Linked DNA regions of Mus musculus: all the other regions are linked to region 1. The links are chromatin contacts, called in public Hi-C and HiChIP or PLAC-seq maps. All regions are on one chromosome and are shown on one strand. The core of a region is the stretch at or near the end of the contact, and the rest is flanking DNA. Distances in the headings are between cores, read along the strand shown. Region 1 holds the start of Spdl1 (spindle apparatus coiled-coil protein 1). Region 2 overlaps Slit3 (slit guidance ligand 3). Region 3 overlaps Dock2 (dedicator of cyto-kinesis 2).

What was found. Hi-C and Micro-C count contacts between places; a contact is called where the count stands out from the background. HiChIP or PLAC-seq counts read pairs in DNA pulled down with a chosen protein or histone mark.
Region 2: a contact with region 1 is called in a Hi-C map of double positive thymocytes, with 9 times the contacts expected there. The contact joins the enhancer-like site here to the promoter of Spdl1 in region 1. A contact is called at or near these places in 8 of 39 promoter capture datasets (the 3T3-L1 cell line, embryonic stem cells and liver), 4 of 484 Hi-C or Micro-C datasets (double positive thymocytes and uterus) and 2 of 115 datasets of contacts at active chromatin or transcription factors (bone marrow-derived macrophages and embryonic stem cells).
Region 3: an H3K4me3 HiChIP or PLAC-seq map of bone marrow-derived macrophages shows a contact between it and region 1, with 6 times the contacts expected there. The contact joins the enhancer-like site here to the promoter of Spdl1 in region 1. A contact is called at or near these places in 8 of 39 promoter capture datasets (the C10 cell line, the HPC-7 cell line, embryonic stem cells and 3 more) and 1 of 115 datasets of contacts at active chromatin or transcription factors (bone marrow-derived macrophages).

Annotation. Positions count from the first base shown.
Region 1 is chr11:34,831,035-34,836,018 of GRCm38.p6, forward strand. Spdl1 (spindle apparatus coiled-coil protein 1) reads right to left here and starts at 2,607. Exons shown (of 12, transcript NM_027411.2): 1 at 2,454-2,607.
Region 2 is chr11:35,323,669-35,328,652 of GRCm38.p6, forward strand. The region is part of intron 4 of Slit3 (slit guidance ligand 3); the gene reads left to right. Gm46277 (a long non-coding RNA gene) reads left to right here. Exons shown (of 2, transcript XR_003949657.1): 2 at 1-4,984. Among named protein-coding and RNA genes, the nearest start is that of Gm46277, 38 kb to the left of the region's middle. Within about 2 kb of position 2,898, at least 30 of the 459 cell types and tissues checked have an H3K27ac peak or open chromatin away from gene starts, as enhancers often do. A contact at or near this core is called in double positive thymocytes, where this site is marked.
Region 3 is chr11:34,387,673-34,392,656 of GRCm38.p6, forward strand. All of the region lies in intron 27 of Dock2 (dedicator of cyto-kinesis 2), which reads right to left. The region is part of intron 1 of Insyn2b (inhibitory synaptic factor family member 2B); the gene reads left to right. Among named protein-coding and RNA genes, the nearest start is that of Insyn2b, 75 kb to the left of the region's middle. Within about 2 kb of position 2,024, at least 33 of the 459 cell types and tissues checked have an H3K27ac peak or open chromatin away from gene starts, as enhancers often do. A contact at or near this core is called in the HPC-7 cell line and bone marrow-derived macrophages, where this site is marked.

The DNA of each region.
Region 1 (4,984 bases), core at 1,357-3,856:
TGCAGGACAATTCCTCTTATCAGTGACAGCACAGTAGGTAGTGAGAAATGGCGGAACTCTACAAAACTTGTGAAGGTCAAGTCAATACAATTTTCTGATAGGTGGATTCTGGGAGGTAAAAAGAAAAATGAATATAGCCTTCTGCCTAAGCAATTACTAGAATGGAGCTACCCTCGGCTGAGACACTGAGGTAAAAAAATGTTACAGGGAAGAAAGCAAGAATTCATATTTTCAGTATGACTTGAATATGCTGTACTAAAAATACAAATTTGGAGAGTGCCAACATTAAGTCCTTAAGATTCCTTATCACTAGAAGATGAGCAAAACTGCTGACAAGTCTCAGAACAGAAGGCTGCTATGAAGGAAAGACCGGAAGTATCCTCAGGTACTACTCAGGAAGTAAGTGGAAAGCATGTAATGTTTCTGGGAGCCAAAAAGACAAAATTCCTCCAGGAGGTGGAAAGAAACCATCACGGCAAATGATACTAAGGCAAATTAGATGAGAAACTGGAAACTGCAGGTCACTGGCCCAAGGTGGAGAAGTGAGGCAAAAGCCTGGTTAGGATAGGTTTGAGAGCCAGGCAGTGGTGGTGCACGCCTTTAATCCCAGCACTTGGGAGGCAGAGGCAGGTGGATTTCTGAGTTCAAGGCCAGCCTGGTCTACAGAGTGAGTTCCAGGACAGACAGGACTACACAGAGAAACCCTGTCTCAGAAAATCAAAACAAAACAAAACAAAATAGGATAGGTTTGAGAGAAAATAGTAGGCGATACACAGATGTGGCTAAATGACATAAAAATCAAAGTGGAGCTCCAAAGCCTAGTGTGCTAATCACTTTTCACCACAACTTCTCAAAAACCCAACCCGTATAAGGCATTTAAGTGTCAGCAAGTTCTGTGGATGAGCTAGCTATCTGAGCTCAAAGCTCACTTCCACATCCAACTGGCTACATCAATGTGAAAAAGTTTTGTGAGCATCTTGCTTCATCTATCTTAGAGATTCTATAAGATAAAAAGAGTAAAAGGAAACAAACAAACAAACAAAAACAAAAAAGCCGGGAGGTGGTGGCACACACCTTTAATCCCAGCACTCGGGAGGCAGAGGCAGGCAGATATCTGAGTTCGAGGCCAGCCTGGTCTACAAAGTGAGTTCCAGGACAGCCAGGGCTATTCAGAAAAACCTTGTCTCGAAAAACAAACAAAACAAAACAAAAACAAAAACAAAAAGAGTAAAAGGCATCTAACTAGATTAAGAACACATGAATTCTTACTAGGCATCAACAGAAATACCATGCCAGCCAAACGGATTTTAAACTTTTTTTTGGGGGGTGGGGGTAGTTACATTTTCACAAATAAGTACAAGTGAAAACATTTAACCCAAACATCCAAAATGTTACCACTGCAATCTGTAATCATTGAATAGATAAATAAACAAACCCAAGCAAAACTTTCAAGCCCAAAGTTCTCCTGCCTATAGGAGGCTCAGGGATAAAGATGGAGCAGAACCACTGAATGGCACAACTTGAAACCCATCCCATGAGAGAGAGCCAACCCCTGACACTATTAACGACCCCGTGCTATGTTTGCAGCCCTAACATAACTGTGTCTTGAGAGGCTTAACCCAGCAGCAGATGGAAGCAGAAGCAAAGGCCCATCAGGCATCAGGCAGGGCTCTGGGAGTCTCGTGAGGAAGAGTAGGGGATAGAATTGAGCAAGCTGAAGGGGTCAAGGCCACCACAGGAAGACATGCAAGTCAATCAACCTGGACCCATGGGGGCTCACTGAGGCTGAACCACCAACTAAGGAGGATGCAGGGGCTGGACCTAGGCCCCCTACGTATGTGTAGCAGATATGCAGCTTGGTCTTCCTGCAGGTCCCCTAACAATTGAAGCAGGGCTGTCTCTGACTCTGCTGCCTGCCATTGTACCCCTTACCCTACCTGGACCGCCTGGTTGGAACATGCTTATTTAACTCCGCTGGGATTTGATGTCCCAGGATGAGGTGGTACTGGGGGGGGGGGGGGACACGACTCCCCTTCTCTGAGAAAAGAGGGAGGGGTAGTAGTGGGGATAGGGATTGGGGGGCGGGACTGGGAGGAAAGTGGGGAGGGGGCTGCGATTGGGATATAATGTGAATAAAAGAAAAACAACAAAAAAAGTAAATAAGTAAAACATAAGCGAATGAGATGTTACAATGAGACTCCGTCCTGTGTGTCTGCTACATAATTGTAAGTTAATTCAGACTGCACCACTGGCTAAGGGTACTGGAGAATTCAAGACTCGGAGGTCCCAGACCACCCAGCACCGTATTTATCCTTCTGCAGTCAAACCCGCAGCGAAGCGGTCCGACCGAAGACTACACCGACCCGGAAGGCGGCTCCAGAGAACTCAGGTTCCTGAGAACAGGCGTTCCTCCCACCTCCTCCCGGTTCACCCTTCCCGACGCTCGCCCTTACCTCTCTCCTCACGCTTCCTGGCTGCTGCAACCGGAGGCCTGTCCGGAGAGCACTGGACTCCCAGATTCGTGACACTAACTCCACCTCAGCACAGAAATAACTCCCTCTTCACTCGGCAGCAGCACTGCTAAGTAAGCGCCGGGGATTTTTGAATACGGTTCCCGCGAGAACTCACGTTTCTCACGAGATGTCTTGTCCAATCCGCGCCTCCGGGGCAAACGAGTGGGGCGCCTTGCAGAGACTGCGCATGTGCATGCTCCGCGACTTGGGCTTTTGGGCGTTCCTGCTGCTTCGTTTTCTTAGAAGTGTCTGCTTTTAGTGAAGTGTGTTTCTCTGGTTTATTTATTTGTTGTCGTCTTTACCAACGCCAGTGTCGCCGGGTCGGAAGGTATTGTCAGCCCCTCGCTGGCCCGCCTGCAGTCGCCTTTAGGAGCTAAGGCGTTGAGTCTCACCAGGGCCAGCACAGTGCCACCTTCCACTGGGCTCGCCCCAGTTAGGACTGCGAACCACCCTGCCAGCCCTTGCACTTTGCGCAGAGGAAATTAAAGTCTCCTCCAAAGAAAACCTAAGTAATTCAAAATCACCGCAATAGGACTGCTATTGAGACGAACCCAGCTGGTTTTGCAGTACAGCTCGAGGGCATGCGTGTCTAAATAGAAATTCCTTGTAAACTTGCTTATTCTTTACACTTTTAAGCAATGGGAAATCTGGAGAGCTCTAGTAACTGGCACCTGGCATCATATCTTTTTTATCTATGGGCTTGGCTCTATGTCTTTTATCGTGGTTTACTGTGTTGAATCTTTGCCCTCTGTAGATGAAGGTGCCGAAGTGACACATTCCAAAAGTGAATCGGAAACTCCAGTCAGTAACATTCCCGTTTTGTTTTTCTTTATATAACAAAACGTCTGAGAAGGTTTTCACTATTCAGTTTCATCATCATCGTTATTATTTAGCTTTTTGAGACAGGGTCTCTATGTAGCCCTGACTGTCTTGGAACTCTCCCTGCAGACCGGACAAGCGATGAACTCACAGAGATCCTCCAGCCTCTGCCTCGGGAGTGCTGGGATTAGTTTGTTATATTGTACAGTAAATTGTCTCTTGACAAGATCACCAGCGTTTCTTTTTGTTTTTGTTTGTTTTATCATGAGGCCAATCCTGCACTGTACCCCAGTGATTTTTTACCTTCAGTGTCCAGTAGTCAGTGTTTATTTTTCCCCTTTCCTGCATTGCCTCCATTGAGTTTTAATATCTTGATGCTCCACACCCTTTGACTTTCTCACTTCATTTTCATTTGTAGACCGTTATTTCTGATGGAGCTAGACCAGACTTTAAAGGACTGAACTGTTTTAAGATAAACAACAATGATCCATCAAGCAGATATAATCACCACTGAGTTCTTCATTAAATGAAGCAAATTCCATTTCTTCTATCATTCTCAGATTCTTCAACTCAGGAGTCAGGAAGATAACCTCTATCGTTGGCCAGTCATGACTAGTTAATACCTGTAACTAAAATCTTTATGAATTCCTTGTTTTGTTCTTTGATTCAGAGAGAACATATTAAATCACATACTATCTCTCAGGTGCAGTGACATAGACCTTGGAAGGATGTGTGATTAAACGTACTATCAGGGAGTTGCTCACAACACAGTATATTATTTACATATATTTAATATTCTTGAGGCCTGTGCCCCCCAACATAGCTGTAGCCATTTTGTTCCATGCCTGCCAGCTCTTTCATACTGTTGCTGTGATATGCCTGCCACTCATTGGCACAGAAAAATAACTTGACTCAGAGCAAGGTCATGTTGATAACATATCTTGTTATGTTCTGTATGACAATTGTTAATCTTAAGAAATTCCACAAAGCTATAGGACCCATCAGATTAAATCAGTATGAACTGTTATGTCCAAAATAGCTTGAGTCAGAGCTGACCACTGAACAGCACTTCCAGCACCTGCACACGAGCTCATTGTGGCATTTTCCTTTATAAGCACACCCTGAGAAATGTTCGGAGTTGTAGCCTCGGCCGCCAGATTCTGAACTATGGCCCTGATCGATCAAGCTTAGGGTGTGTGTTCAGTAAACCATCCCTGTCTGACTGAGCTTGGTGTTTGTGTGGTTTGTGGGCGACTCCTGAACCCCAACAAATATATATTTAAAATCATGGCTGTAGAAATTATCACACACACAAATATACTCACATATATATTAAAAATTCATGGGCTGGCGAGATGGCTCAGTGGGTAAGCTTTGGACTGCTCTTCCAAAAGGACCTGAGTTCAAATCCCAGAAACCACATGGTGGCTCACAACCACCCATAATGAAGTCTGATGCCCTCTTCTGGTGCATTTGAAGACAGCAACAGTGTACTTATTTATAAAAATAAATAAATCTTTTTTTTTTTAAATTCATATGACCCTACATAAAAGGAAAAGTATATTTTGTCTGGATATTCATTTAAAAAGTTACAAATGCACTGGCACTAAGCAGAGTCTTGAAAGATGGCAGAAGTAAGGAAAAATGGACTC
Region 2 (4,984 bases), core at 1,648-4,147, 490 kb after region 1:
CATCATTTTGGCGAGTTACTGGAAGATGTCTGCAGAGGCCAAAAAAGCTAATGATTTTTTTTTTTAATTCCATCCTTGTTCTATGGATGTCAAAAAGAAAGGCCATCTCAGTGTCTTTCTCATTCGCACTTCTGGTCAGGCTGAGTACATGTCATGTGATCATTTTGAGAATGGATTTTCAGGCTCAGAGGGAAGAAAGACCTAGAGGGAAGTCTCTCTCTGGGGCTACATTCCAGAGCCAGTACCTTCAAGGCCCTGTAGCCTGAGAGGAGTCTGCTGATGAGTGTCAGAGCCTTTCCATAGAGCCATCCAAGAAGCCAGCAAATGTTAAGACCCTGTGACTGTCCTTCCAGGTCCTGTGCATATATGGAGGCCAGAAGAAGGTGTCAAATCCCTCTTAGCTGGAGTCACAAGCTTTGCAGGGTACCTGGCGTGTGATGTGGGTTCTAGGGTGGGACCCCTAGTCCTCACGATTATGCAGCAAGCAACTTTTAACCATCAAGCCATCTCTCCAGACCCTGGTTTTGTTTCTCTCTGTTTGTTTAGTTGTTGTTTATTGAACAAGGTTTTATTCCTTAGCCCAAGCTGGCCTTGAACTTGTAGCAACCCCCCTGCCTCTGCCTCGTTTAAGAGGTATGGTGGTATTTATTTTATTTATTTATTTACCATTTATGCTGGTATTACAAGCTTGACCTGCCTTACCCAGCTTCTTACATGTTTTCTTTGTAGCAAAATGAGGGGCTTGGCTAGTGAAGCCTCTAAGTTTTTGTTCGGTGGCCTTAACCATTATGGGGTGGGGGCAGGGCAGGGATGAACATTGATTGTAGCAGAGCCTCCTGCTTCAGAAGCTGCGGCTGGCAACGTACCTGCTGTGGGAGGGACTCCAACCTCTGAGGATGCTTTGGGCTTCTTCTGGAAGTAAGGTCTTGAGAGCTTTCAGATGTGGTAGGGCTGAGGCAGCTGGAGGGCAACGGCCTGAGAGCAAATTTGGAGAGAGAGCGAGGGCTCCAGGAAGCTGCACAGAACACCCTGCCATTTCTGCAGATTGTTTGACCCTGACCTTTATCCAGCTGAATTTTCACAGAAGGGACTTTCTGCAGACTGTCACTGCCCCAAAATCCAAGAAGTTGCCCCCCAATTGGTACTGGATAGATACTTGCCTAGTCTTCTGGGGTTCCTTTAAAGATGCCACTAGCTTGATAGAATGGGTGGCAGTGATGGGTTGGATGCCAGGGAGTTTCAGAGTCATATTAGTAACCATATCTCCGTATCATTAGATTTCACTTAGGCTTAAACAGGAGTTGGTGGAGTTGTTGTGGATCTGGGCATTGAAAAAACCTTTATACTCTGCAGATTATCTCTCAGTAGTGCAAGACCAGAGAAAGGAGAGAGAGAAAAAAACCAAAAAACCCTTTTGCCCTGTTTATTGTTGTTACTTGAAGTGGTGATTTCAGATGGGATTAATTGCCCATTGCAAAGGCTTGCATTTTATGGTCCAGGTCTCTTCTCACCCATTAGGTGAGAAGATGTTAAAGAACAAGCTGTAGGGGGTGCAGACAACCTCAAAGGCAGTGAGCTTGCTCCACAGAGATGCTGAGTGTGTGTGTGTGTGGTGTGTGTGTGTGTGTGTGTGTGTGTGTGTGTGTGTGTGTGTGTGTTTATGTGTGTGCGAGGCTCGAGAGCCCATCCAGGTGACCTGCCCTAGCTCCAAGTGACAGCTGGTGTTTGCCCAGGGTCCCAGGAAGCCTGGGTAGAAGTAGAAGTAAAGAAATCAAAGAACTGGGCTCGCAGGATAACTGGGCTCTCAGGAGAACCAGGGCTCTCCGTGGATGGCAATCCAGGAGAGTGGGTCTCCGAAGCCAGGAGAAATCCGATCTGTGTTGAGTTTGGAAACAGATCACAGCAGCCCAGAGTTGCTGGCTAGAGGTTAGCTGCTTCTGCTGGGCTCTCCAGTAACACAAGTAGGTGCAGCTGGGCAGGGGCAACAGAGAGAACTGGGCTCCTCCAACCAACAGGGAGCTTTTGTAAATACTAAAAAAAAAAAAAAAAGGACCTTTCCACCCAGGGGAGGCCAATTTAGCTGGCTTTCTTTCCAGTGCTTTACCCTAAAGAGGTCAGATTCGATGCCCTGGGCCCTGAGACAGAGGGCAGCCCTGCTCAGTCCAGAGCAACTTGATCTTGCACGTATGGAGGCCCAGCGATAAATACAGCTTCTGCTAATTTTGTAGAAGATGTGTGTGTGTGTGTGTGTGTGTGTGATTTCCCATTTGAAAATGGAAGCTCAGACCCAAGTTTTTGTTTCCCATGAATATCACTGGAGTCGAAGGCATGAGTGAGCAAAAGGCTGTGGGTTTGTAGATCCCACACTGGAACATGAAGGAGTCTCCCTTCACCTCCCCACACTTGAACAAGTGATGGAGGGACCCAGGGCTCTTTTCTTTGCTCACATTCCCATGAGCCCATTTCTGAGAAGTGTTGAATCTGGAAGATGTTCAGATTAGCCAGCTGATCTCCTGAAGTAAGGAAGAGCTAACCATGGAAGGTGGCTCTATACCTCAGGCAGGTATTTTAAAAGACCAATCTTGAGGTTTCCCTATGTCATTGCCCACCAGACTGGAAGATTCTGGGTCAGTGGGCCCCTGGGTGTCACCACTGGGGAAGAGCAGGATAGGTTTCAGAAGACTGTGGCAATTCAAATCCTGAGACTGTTATCCAGGCAGCATCTGTCCGGAGGCTTGTGGTAGCTGCAGCCTCAGACCCTGTTTGGGCTTCCCTGCTGAGCCTGAATTGAGTGCATATAGAAGGCTCATTAAACTCTGAACTGACAAACACGCATCCTGCAGAGGGGCCCTTTGAAGAGTAGGAGATCACAGGGACGATTTCCTGTTTGCCAGTTTGCTGCCTCAGATCTCACCATTTCTGCTCCTGTTAAGTTTTACTAAGGCTCTCAGATGGTACTCAGCACCCAGCACCTTTTGCTACAAGTGCTAAGCCTATGCAGGTGGCATTTCCTCTTTCTCAGCTACCTCACTGTGCAGGTGTGTGGTGGGGAGGGACAGGGTAAGTAGTAAAGCTTTGGGGGTGGGGTGGGGTAGGGTGGGGTCCCAGCTAGCCCAGAATCTTTCCCTTCAGCTCCATTCTATTGAGAATAGAGAGCCGTCCTTCCACTACTGTATACATGCTGCGTATGTGTCAAAGTTGGCAAGAATATTTGTCTGGCAATGCAGATACACCTAGAGCTGGTTCTCCTTGTCCTTGGCCTCTCTGTATTCATCAGCCATCTATGGGCTGCAGATATTGAAGAGGAGAGCTGTGTCTCTACTGAATATGTCCATGCTTTTCCTGTCATCATTCCCTAAGCATGCAGCATACAATTGTTACGTATGGAGTGTTAACTATCATAAATCATCCAGGTATCTCTTACAGTCTGCAGGAAGTCAGTGGCTTTCATACATTATACTGTTTCACAGAGGGAAAGTGAGTATCCTAGAACCAGCCACCCATGCATATCAAGGAAAGACTGTAATTAGATGTGGAATAAACCTTCTTGGTTGGTTTGGAACCCGTGATTGTCCTGTCCCTCCACTCGGGTGTCTGGTTGGGTCTCAAATAACACTGAAGGTCAGTACTTCTCATCAGCAGTTGAGGAAACCCAAGCTCCCATTTTTGGATGTTCTGTCAAGCCTTTAACACAATCAATATGTCTGATTCTCTGGTCCTTTTATTTGTTTTGGAGCAGTAAGAACAACTGCTAAATTCAAATTGTGCCTTTGGCCAGTGATGGGTTTATGGGTATGGTTTCACTACCAAGAGAGCTACTTACCTAGAGTTCCTGATGTAAGGTATTGTTGTAGTGGAAAACACCACCACATCTCTGTCACTATTACATGTTCATTTCATGGTTTTCAGGTTCTATACTGGACCAGTCTCTGACAAGGAGGAGTCACTGTGATTCTCTTAGTCGTGACAGTCATTTTTTTCTCTATCCTGTTGGCAGGATGGGTCAGAATGAGACCAAGTACACAAATGTTCTGTAGGCATTTGCCCTCGCTAGTAGAGTGATGGGTTTGCTGTCCTTCAGTGAACTGACTCAGTACTCTGAGAAATACGTGAGGCTTGCAGTGTTAAAGAACTGGTTTCTGTGGGACAGAGATAGCTCAGTAGAAAAGAGTACTTGCTGCTCAGAGCCTGACTCTCAGAACCCATGTTGGCTCAAAACCACCTGTAACTCCAACTCAGCAGGACATAGTGCTCTCTTGTGGCCTTGTGAACACACACACATACACACACACTAAAATGAGTCTTCAAAAATGCGGCCACTTCAACATCTTTTTTAACTGGATGCTTAACAGAAACAAAGGACAAAGGAAAACAGGAGAGCTAGAAAACATGAAGGTTGAACACTGACCATAGAAAACATTAGTTTGTTTTGCTGTCATGGCAACAAGCTCTGGTACCACAGTGAAGGACACTTACTGTGTTGTATAGCACACATTCCTTTGCCTCTCCCAGCTTTGTTTTGTTCATCTACAGAATGGATGCTGCTTGTGTTAAGGGAGTAATGGGGAGGTATCTGCCTCCTGTGCAGTCCTGTCAGTGGCAAAATATCTGGGGCCCTGGGCTCACAGCTTGCACCAATGTTGGCTTGGTGATGGGGTTAATCTGAGAAAATCCCTCAGCTCCTCTGAGCTCTATTTAATTTTCTCACGTGGACTGATAATGTTTCCTTGTCATTATGAAGAATAAGACAGTGCAGGACCGAGAGAAAAAGAGTATGGCCTGTCCCCCAAATGAAAACTTGCTATCCTGAGGCACTCTGAACTGCTTTGAACATGGGTCTACCCAGAGCCATGTTAGCATCGTGCTTGCAGCAGCCCAGGCTGCTTGCCTGCTGGTAAGTGTGGCGAACAGATCATTTAAAGACTTGTGCTTTTCAAGAGTGTCAGGTCCCTCTCCTCCAGGAAGATCCACATGTGTAACTGAC
Region 3 (4,984 bases), core at 774-3,273, 440 kb before region 1:
CTAGAGGTTAAACTAGCCCCCGAAACCTGCTTCTAAGCACATGGCATTTCTCTCTGCCATGGGCCTGGCAGCACATAGGCACTGGGTACATAATACTGAGTCAGGAATAGCTCTGCCCATGAGGAAGCCTGTGAGGGAGGTGATGCCAGGCCAGTTAGTATGTGCCTGGGTACAGCAGAGCTAGGGTAGGATTGTGGGAGCCCTGGGGTCACACTTGTCCAGGACGTTTTAAATAGTAGCAGACCTGCCAGAGATGCTGCCTGCAGCTAGGACTCATGGGAGAAGCAACATATTAGAAGATGGGCAGCAGATAACACTATCACGTCTCACTGGAGACTGCTTCTCTAACTGTACTGTGGACCTTGGTGTATTTCATTATGAATAATAATTTTTAAAGTGATATAGAAGAAGCTTTAGACAGCCTTTCCTTGGCCTCTAAGGGGACCTTTCTGTAGTGAATTGTTTTTGTCAAAGATGTGAATCCACATTCAAGGGTGGAAGACATGTTCCCCTCAGAGACAAGAGGAAAAATGTATCTCCGTTCTCCTGGACAGTACAGTAAGCATCCTCCCATGGCACTGCCTTCCAAAGGAAGGTTTGCAAAAATGGGATGCTCCCTACCATGGGCTGGTGTTGGATCACCCCTGGGAGACATTTTGGCTTTTGCTGGAATTCCGTTTGACTGCTGAGGCCCTCAGTCTTCAGGCTGTAGTTCTCTGGAGACATCTAAGGGTGACCTTCCTCCCCACTCCTGGTCATCCCCTTTGTTCACACCTGAGTGACAGAACGTGCATTCCTTCATTTACTGTCTGTCGCTCTGGTCCTTCCTCAGATCTCCTCAAAACTTATCCTCTCAGAGTTTGGGTCTAAAAATCTTAGATCTGTGAAAATGTTTGTGATCTATATACTTAGGACAGTCGCTCTCAGACCTCAAGGTCACAAAAGAAGGGTGCTCTTCTTTATTGTGGAATACACTTCCCAGAACTGAGGGATGGCAAGGATGGTTCCCCTCTCAGTCGCCTTCCTAGGAAGATCAGAACAAATTCTATGCTTCTTTCCAACGTCACTTCTTACTTCCTAGCTCCAGTCATTCTAGTCATTTTGGGTTTTAATTTGTGTTTTCTTCTATGTCATCTTACATGTCCACTTCTGTGTCATCAATGCCCACACCCTCTGTGTCCTTTACAGATAGGAAGGAAACATCCCTTGGTTGCTTGTCTCCCACTGATCCTGAAGACAATGCCACCAAGAGTAGTGAAAATAGCCACCAAATTGTATTACGTGCTTCTGACCCGATGGGTACTTTTCTGAAGACTTTCTGGGTGTGACCCTTTGTTTAAAGCTCTCTGGTGGGTTCTGAAGAAATAGTCCTAGCCATGTATCAAGATGGGAAAATCAAAGCACATGGAGCTTAAGCGATTTACCCTCCAAAATGGATGTGGAATTCAGCAGGGCCAGCGTGGAATCCTAGGTAGTTGGTGCTCAGAACAAAGATTTCTGGTCTTCACCACCTAAACCCATAGACCTCTGTTGTACTTTAGGGGTACTTGGTAGTTCAGATGAAGCAAGTCATTCGCAGAAGATCTGGACACAAGAGAGTCTGCACCTCTCTCTTGAAAAGGCTGCTTTGAGTTGCTGGAGTTGCTGGAGTACTATCCGGCGTCCATGGTGTCTGGCTTCCCCACCAACTGTCCAAAGTGCTGGGGATCGTCTGCCAATTTCTATGTCCCTAGGTAGTCAGTGGGCTCAGATCAGCTCTGAAAACAGAGAAGCCACCCCCAGCCAACAGCCTAGCCGGAACTGTGGCAGGTAGCCACCACCTGGCTCAATGCAGAACCACTCATTTTAAAGTCCCTACCGAGGCAACACAAGTTGGGTAGGGCTAGGGGTGAGAGGAGACAAGGGACAATTCTTAGGCCAGAAAACAGGAAGAAAGGAAGCGAGCTAGCAGTCCTCACAACCTACTGTGTGCCAGACACTGCTTCTGGGAGCCAAATGAGGAAGCTAGGCCAACAGATATAAGCACTTGAGCCACTCTGCAAGGTTTGGTATGAGCACAGGACTTCCTCCTGAGGGACAAATCTCACCAAGTTAGTCAGAGGTTGTCACTCAAGGAGATAGGTTGTAAATAGGGTAATTGGTGTAACTAGAGATATAGAGGAAAGGTAAAGGCCTGTGGTTGCTGACTAGAGTGGCAAACATTGAAGGGCTACAAGCCTTGTATGTAATACTATTGCCCAAGATAGAGAGGAAGATCAAGGCATACCAGCAGATTGATATCCCACACACACCAGTCAGGGTAGAAGGCAGTCAGGTGGGTCTGGTTAGGATTGAGAAACACCTACCCTCCATTCCCAGATATGTCACCAGCATGTAGCCTTTCTCCTTCTCCTGTCCTTGGGGCTAACCTAGATTACTGACAGTAGCCACTGTCTGGCTTGCTCTGCTCACATGGCCTTCTTTTTGCAAGAAGACAGAGCAGGGGAGGGGGCAGGGGATGAGAGCTTAAAAAAAAAAACAAAACTCTTCAGTTTGACCCAAGCAGGACATCCTTGTTATTATGCAACCACCATGGACCCATCATGCAAGAGATAAAGAAGGGGCCGTGCCATCTGTGATTCACGTGAAAGACAGGTGGGGCTTCTCTTCTGAACTAGCACAGAGAACGTCTCACAGTGGCATGTCATTTCAGCTAGCAGAGAAGACTGCCTGCCAGGAGCCTGCCCCAGCACTGGTTCTCTCTGGAAGGGCAGAGAATGGGGAATGGGGGGTGATTGGGGTCATGCTGATAACAGATGGGGGTGCTGGAGACTGTGAGGGGGCGATTTATGGGGTCAATACTGCTGACAGAACAAAACTTAATTATCTGGGCCTGGCAAGAATGCCCAGCATGAAACTCTGCACTCTTTTAACTCTTAAGTGTAAGTTTAGACAGACAGACAGACAGACATTTGATAATTATTCCTGCTGGGAGCATCAGGTAACTAAGTAAGAAATTAATTGTTAGAGTTCCTGTCTGTATTGCCGTGGCCAGGTAAGAAGCTTGGACCCATTAACTCTTCATGAACTAGGAAGAAAAGAGAAGAAAAGACAGAAAATATTCTATGCAGGCAATATGCACACACACACACACACACACACACACACACACACACACACACACACACACAAAAGCCAGGTCTGACCACTTTTCTCATCAGCTCCACAAGTGTTCTTGCATGCATGCATACATACATACAAACATATCCATGGCAAACATGGCAAATATATAGACACACACACATTTGGTGGATGGATGGATTGAGCCCCAGAGCCACACTTTATTCCTTCTCTCTGGCCCTCTTATGCCTTCTTAGACAAAAGTTCTTTAGAACATTACCTTATAGATAAAATATTACATAAAAGGGGAGTTACAGAAGGATGCTGATATTAACTTCAAAGCAGCGTTTCATTATAAGTTCAAAGCTACAAATTCGCATGGTCTCACTTTATCAGAGTGCACACCTGTGGCTTCATCCTTGGATCTGACCTATAATGAATGTTTTTCCTTGATCACAAATTTGTCCCAGGCTTATTTGTCTTTTTAGTGTAATTGTGAACGCTCAGTGCATTCCTTATTATTCAGCCTTCATCTACTATCTTATGAAAAGTGGGTACACTCTATTCTTGATTCTAACTTTATTATATCCTTTTGGCAAAACAACTAAAATCATCTCTTAAAATATTCTTCCTAAAATTATTTGAATTAAACCAGGAATTCTATAACCGCATTAATTCATGGAAGTTAATCTTTATGTTGATCTGCAGGAAATCTGCCCAATAGGGTGGGCTAATACCCAGGAATCATTAGACTGTGTAATAGTGACAGGAAAAGGAGTATCAGTTGCAAGAAGCAATCCTGAGATGAAGTCTTTTGGGACTTTGCCTCTCAGTTCACTCATCTTAGGCCACGCCCCCCCAAAAAAGGTGGGCCACCACCAAGAAAGTCACCTTCTAGCCTTAACCTCTCCTAGATGGCTCCTGACAGAAGACTACTAAGGAATGAGAGAGGGGCGAGGGAGAGGGGAAAGAGAGAGGGGGAAGGGGGAAGGAAGGAAGGAAGGAAGGAAGGAAGGAAGGAAGGAAGGAAGGAAGGAAGGAAGGAAGGAAGGAAGGAAGGAAGGAAGGAAGCAGATCAAAAGAAGGCAGAGATATTCTTGGTTCCTCAGGAATCACAAGGCTAGGGATACCCATAGCAGTCCTCTCCTCTGACGCTTTATTTCCTTGCTGTTCTGACTGGTATTTGAGGTTAGCCAAAACTCTCAATACAGCTTTTCAGATTCAGGTCTAACACACACCAGTGAAATGAACAGCAGCCACTAAGTTCAGCATCTGCTCTGTGGCACATGTGATACAGGCACACTATTGGCCCTCTCAGAAACAAAGTGTGGCTCTTTAATGACACCAGAGCCCTGTGCTTCTGCCAACTGCTGGCTGCCCTGAGTTCTCTGTTCTTCTGGGATGAGCTCTGACCGTAAATTCCCCCCTTCCTTCCTCTTGTGAAAATTCCGCAGTGTAGGCAGGCATCCAGAGGAGAGAAGAATCATTGCAGTTCCTGGTAGCACTCTGCAGTATCACCGTGGATGGCACACTGCAGAATGCATGGCTGTTTGCTCTTACTCTCCACCAGGTATGCAGTGATATTCTGTCAGGGGAAGGGGTCCCTGCAGAGCCCAGTGCAGCCTTTCTGCTGATTCTTCAATGGGTACTCAGCTTCCTCCAGCTCCTACGGAAGTTCCCAGATCTAATCACATTTTGCATCTCTTGTGCTCCTGTCAGACATTTTGGTCATTTTTTTCCTCATCATTACAGTTTTCTCAGCTTCAAAATGGCACGGATGAGGCCTGGTTTGTAAGACCTTGAAGAAAGGCAGATGTGAGCCTCCTTTGAATGTTTTGAGAACATTATCAAACCTATTGAGGAGCAAGGGGTTTCAGGATTCAGT